Regions from separate parts of the Rattus norvegicus genome. Here region 2 is linked to region 1. The links are chromatin contacts, called in public Hi-C maps. All regions are on one chromosome and are shown on one strand. Each heading gives the region's core, a stretch centred on a gene start, on an enhancer-like site or on the middle of the called end of the contact. The rest is flanking DNA. Distances are from core to core; before and after follow the strand shown. Region 1 holds the start of Spry4 (sprouty RTK signaling antagonist 4). Region 2 has its middle 81 kb from the start of Spry4.

Region 1 (2,700 bases), core at 73-2,572:
AACAGTCAAGCGCAGTGTTATGGTGGCGTAGGAGGAAAAGTCTTATAACCCATGAAGGCCAAACACCAGCAAGAGATATCTTGCCGGGGATTCAGACTGAGAACAAGCTCTTAAACTGCATCAAAGCCACCTCTACCCCAGGCTTCCCGGTTACTGGACGGCGCTGGGCCTGATGCTGGAGCGCCTGACTACAGGAGTCAGGCCTAATAGAGGGGCTTTTCTTTTCACCGGCTTGGGCTGCCACCCCCGCCCTATCCCCCAGCAAAGAAAGGCTCTCCGGCCATTTCCATTCCCTCTGTGGCTCAAGAGCCCTGTTATTTAATACCGTGGCCACCCGGGCAGCATCCTGCCGCGGCCTGCTCCACCCATCCACCTGGCCAATTCTCCCTATTCCTTTAGCCGAGCGAGGTGGGGAGAGCATTAGGGGAAACAGCCTTCTATAACAAAGGGGAGAGGGTCACAGGAATACAAAGGCCTGGAAAGACTGGAAGACTAGGACGCGAGTAGTGAAGGGGGCACCTAGCCAGGGCAGCAGAGAGCGGGCGGAAGCTCCGGGCATTGCGGACATTACACTGGGGCGGGGGGAGAGGCGGGGCGCTGAGAGGTGAGGGCCAGGCCTCTGGCTGAGTGGACAGAATCGCCCCGGGGGGTACTAGAGCCGGAAGAGGCCTCGGCCCAGATACTGTCCACACCCAAGAAATGGGAGGAGGAGTGGTCTGCACTTAGAAAGGGAGCCAGATTCACTCAGCAACCCCCACCCTGCCCTTCTTTGAAATAGACAAAGGACATTTTCTTAATTTTTGGCAAACGCGGCTGGAAGGTCCCTGCCCCCGACGTCCCCAGGCGCCACAGATCTTGAAAAGAGAAGGTTCCCCAGTAGGGGTCCTCTCGCTCCCCCTCCCCATCGCCTGAGGTGACAAGAGATACGCAAATCGAGGTGTGTCCTCCCCCACCCTGCGCTGAGCCCAAGATCTGGAGGCCGCAGCGCCCCCCACCCTCTAGTCACACTGACGGTTCCTGCCCAAGCCCGCAGTGGCGTGAAGGTGGCCTTTACCTCCTCTCGCAGGCTGGGAGGAGGGTACAACCCACGCAGCTAAACCAGCTGCTGCAGTCGCCGCCGCCCTCCATTCATTACAAAGGAAAAAAAAAAAAGGAACAACAACCTCCACCCCTCTTTGTAAAAGAACGTCGGCCCCAGGAGGAGCAACAGCCGGCCCCAGCAATCACGGGTTAAGCTCTTTTCCGGCCCCCCATTCATAAAAAAAGGAGCCTAGCGCATGCGCGTACGGGGTCGCTTGTGCCCACCCATTCATAGAATCGCGAGCGGCGCGCGTGCGCACTGGAGCTCGCTGCCCTCCCATTCATAAAAAAGCCATTTTCCCAGGCAAGGGTTGCAACATCGCCGCCGAGGCAGCGAGCTGAGCTGACAGCGCGGAGCTGGCGCTGCAGGACTCAGAGAGCCTTACCGGCTCCTCTGACTTGGCGTCTGTGAGTACAACGGCGACTGACCCACTCTGGTTCGGGGATTTACACAGACGTGGAGCGATGCTTGTGACTCTGCAGCTCCTCAAAGTAAGTCCACAACCGGTTTGGGGAACCAAAAGTACCCCCTCGATGCCGTGACGCGGCTCCCCTCGGGCTGGGGCCAATGGTGCACTATTTCGATCCCCTTTGGTGTCCCTTCCCTCGGCGTGCGCCTCCTCGGGTCCCTTGCGGTACACCGCAGCTACCAGGCGCGCCCGGCCGGCACGGAGCTGGGGGTGTTCACAGCCTGGCACTGCCGTTTTCGACCCCGGGCATTGCCAAGCCCGGCTTCCGCGCCCTGTGCGACTCTGGAAGCCCTGTGCGTGTCAGGGGAGTTTGCCTCTGGCCTGGCCTCTTCTACCACCACTCTCCTTGAGCGCTGGAACCCGCAGCCCCGGGCTCGCTCTGGAGCGACCGCTTGGGACTGGGGGGCGCCCTAGGTTTGGGCGACTCGCCCACCCCCGGGCTTCGTGCCCACGGTGCCAGCTCTCTCGTGGGTCTTCCCAGCCCGCCTCAGCGGCCTATGCTCGACGTAGCTTTTTCTTTCTTGGTTCCGAGCCGTGGTGGACAAGGTTTCCTATCCTTATGCTTTCCTACTGGATGGTCAGCGTGGGGCCGGCCAAGGACTGAGGTTTTCTGCTCCCTCTCCTTGGCGAGGAGGTTCCAGGCCGTCTGACCTTTGCTCGGCTGCCTCATTTTATGCTGTACAACTGCCTTGTTTCGCTCCTTCTGGGCCTGAGGCTCTTTAGCCACCCGGTGCCCCCCTATCCTCAGACATCGATCTTTGCCAAGCCCCAGGGCCCCTGGGCCTCTCGCTAAGGCTGTGGTGGGGGCTGAAGGTGCGTTTACATAACGCCGGGCGTGTGGGAGCTGGAGGAAGAGGTTGCGTGCGTAGGAGAGATAAGGTGCCCACTTTCCCTCCTTGTTGGTACCAGACTTGACAACACCGAGAATAGAGGATAAAGACGGTATGTTCTGAAAAATTCGGAGTCGCCAGGGCCACGGGGGCATTGAGGAGGGTAAGGGGGAGGACGGGCTTGGCCAACCCCGGCAGCTGGAGCTTGGCTTCATCACTGGGGCCACGGCTGTGCCCAACTCTCTCTCCAAGCAGACGATCAAAAAGCATTTACAGTAGCTGCTCTTGGGCAAGAAGACGGTTTCTCAATTCATTTGATT
Region 2 (2,700 bases), core at 86-2,585, 81 kb before region 1:
CCTCTGATTGCATTGTGCTCATTCACTCAGGACTGCGCTGATTCTCAAGGCAGAGCCATGACAAAGGAAACTCAGCTTCCTATGGAGCTTCACATAGGCAGCCTTCACACAGGCATGGGTCTCTGTCACTGTATCCTCACCCCTACCAACTGTCACTAACTTTTAGAGTTCCTCCCCTACCAAACTCTTTGCGTGCCTTTGTCTGACAGACGTGCAGCCAAGTCTTTTTAAATCAGGGTATTTGCCTGGCCAGTATCCCAGGTTCTTTGCTATGCCCGGGTGATAGAAACGACTACAGACTGAGCTGGTAGCTGACTGGTTGTGTTTTCTATACTGCACATCTGTCAATTGTGCAGAGTGAATTTAGGCATCTAGATATGGATACCTACTTGGGAGGAAGGACTTGCGGGGAGAGCTCTGAGCCTGTGAAGATCCTGAAGCAGATGGTGCTGAGTTTAAAAAAACAAAAACAAAACAAGACCATAATATTATGGTCCACCTACGCTGCTAATCCTCACCCTCCCCCACACAGCTGTGAACACAAAAGTGGCTAAGAGTTCAGGGACCCCCAACTCACCTGCGGGAACCACGTGCAGGACAAAGCCCCTTTCTCAGCTGCCCTACTAACCTCCGTCCATCTCCTGAGTCACTTAAGAACTGTAATATATGTATGTATATATACATGCAGCTAATCAAAGCAGTTTACAAAAATTGTTAAAATTTTTAATTTTTAAAATTGACATTTATTCTTTCTCTGCGTGTGTGTGTGTGTGTGTGTGTGTGTGTGTGTGTGTGTGTGTGTGTGTTCATGCAGGGAACAACTTAAGCCTGTTCTCTCCTTCCACCATGGTGGGTCCCAGGGATCACACTCAGGCTGAGCTATCTCATTAGCACATAAAATATTTTTTAACTTCTAGTAGGTGCTAATACAGCCTTAAATTTTTTTCTCAGTCTTTTCATTCCAGCACTCAGGAGGAAAGGGAAGGTGGATTTCTATGAGTCCCAGGCCAGCCTAGACTACAGGGTAAGTTCCAGGCCCGTCAGAGACAGTGAGACCCTGTCTCAAAGCATTATTTTTTAAACCAGAGCTGAGTGTGATGGTGCCCACCTGTAACCCCAGCCCATGGGAAACAGAACTGCAGGATGGATTGCTTAAGGACAGCCTGGGTACACTGTGAGACAAAGGGCGTGACTGGCAGCCTCTCTGGCCTAGCCTTCCCCAAAAGCATACGCTGGCTGTAGTTTGGCTTTTTAGCACTTCCTCCTTCAATAGTACCGTGCTGTGTTCTGCATGGCTGGCTAATCTGACCGCCACAGCCTCTAACTGGGCCTCTAGCAACGTCTTCCCAAACCACGTAATGGGAAATAACACCAAGAGCAAAGCCCAGCCCCAGCGCAGGGCAGAGTTCAGAAGTGCAGAATCCAACCTGATTCAGACTCCCTTCCTTCAAGCCAACAATGAGGCTGTCATGGTGAGAGATAGTAAGGCGCTCTGGTGCATCATGGTCCAGTAGGGGAACAGGAATGCACATCTTTTAAAGAGCTAGAGCAGGGCAGAGGGGCTGGAGAGATGGCTCAGGGGTAAGGTATGTTTGTTGCTCTTACAGAGGTTTCAGGTTCAATTCCCGATGGTCACATGGTGGTTCATCAGGTTCTAGAAGATCTGACACCCTCTCCTGACCTCTGCAGGCACCAAGCACACACATGGTGTGCATATGTGTGTGTGTGTGTGTGTGTGTGTGTGTGTGTGTGTGTGTGTGTATGTAAGCAAAACACGGGTATGTAAAATGAATAAATCTAGCTGGGCCTGGCGGAGCACACCTTGGATCCTGGTACTTGGGAGGCAGAGGCAGACGGATCTCTGTTGAATTTGAGATCAGCATGTTTAGAAAGCAACTTCCAGGACAGCCAGGACTATTACACATAGAACTTTGTCTCAAAAAAAAAAAAAAACTGAAAAAAAAGAAAGGAAAAGAATAAGTCTAATAAAAATTTTAAATATAAATTAATCAATTTTAAAAATCTAGGGGAAAGAATTTTGAATGCTTTCAAATATAGACAGAGATAATTGTTTAATAAGATATTCTTAGCCTGATTTAAACAGTGGACAGGGTATATGAGTATGGAAATCTCTCATTACCACATAAATATATACTTTCCCTTGCTTACAGTGCTGAAAATCAAACACAGTCTTGAACTTGCTGGGCCACACTGAACTACAATCCCCAGCCCAGTGTGTGCAGTTTTTCTTGATATAAGCATCAGTTAAAAGGTAAATATAATTTTAAAAATAGAAAACAAATGAATGAATACATTTTTAAGAAAATAAAGAATGCCAAACACAGTGGAGCACACCTGTAATCCCAGCACTCATAAGGCAGTGGCAGATCTGATCTCGGTGAGTTCAAGGCCAGCCTGGTCTACAGAGTGAGTTCCAGGACAAAGAAAGACACTGTCTCAGTAAAGTAAAATAATAAAATAAGAAAGAAAAGCTAGACTCATACAAGGACCAGCCTGAAGATTAATGTGTCAACGGGAATTGATCTGGGAAAATGGTTGGGAAAGCTGAGAAGGATCTGGTGCTGGGATGTGGGGAGCCCTGACAGGTGGTACCTGAGGCTCCAAGTTCAAACAAACAAACACTGGATGCAAATGGTTACTGGATAAAGTGGGCGGGCCTTGGCAGGAATGAGAGGACTG

Evidence for each region. A called contact is a pair of places that touch in the nucleus more often than the background predicts.
Region 2: a contact with region 1 is called in a Hi-C map of kidney, with 2.7 times the contacts expected there. The contact joins the enhancer-like site here to the promoter of Spry4 in region 1. A contact is called at or near these places in 3 of 12 Hi-C or Micro-C datasets (kidney and liver).

What each region holds. Positions count from the first base shown.
Region 1 is chr18:30,701,168-30,703,867 of GRCr8, reverse strand. It overlaps Spry4 (sprouty RTK signaling antagonist 4), which reads left to right and starts at 1,322. Exons shown (of 2, transcript NM_001106150.1): 1 at 1,322-1,572. It also overlaps a transcript of Arhgap26 not described here.
Region 2 is chr18:30,782,641-30,785,340 of GRCr8, reverse strand. It overlaps a transcript of Arhgap26 not described here. Among named protein-coding and RNA genes, the nearest start is that of Spry4, 81 kb to the right of the region's middle. Within about 2 kb of position 1,335, at least 7 of the 93 cell types and tissues checked have an H3K27ac peak or open chromatin away from gene starts, as enhancers often do. A contact at or near this core is called in kidney and liver, where this site is marked.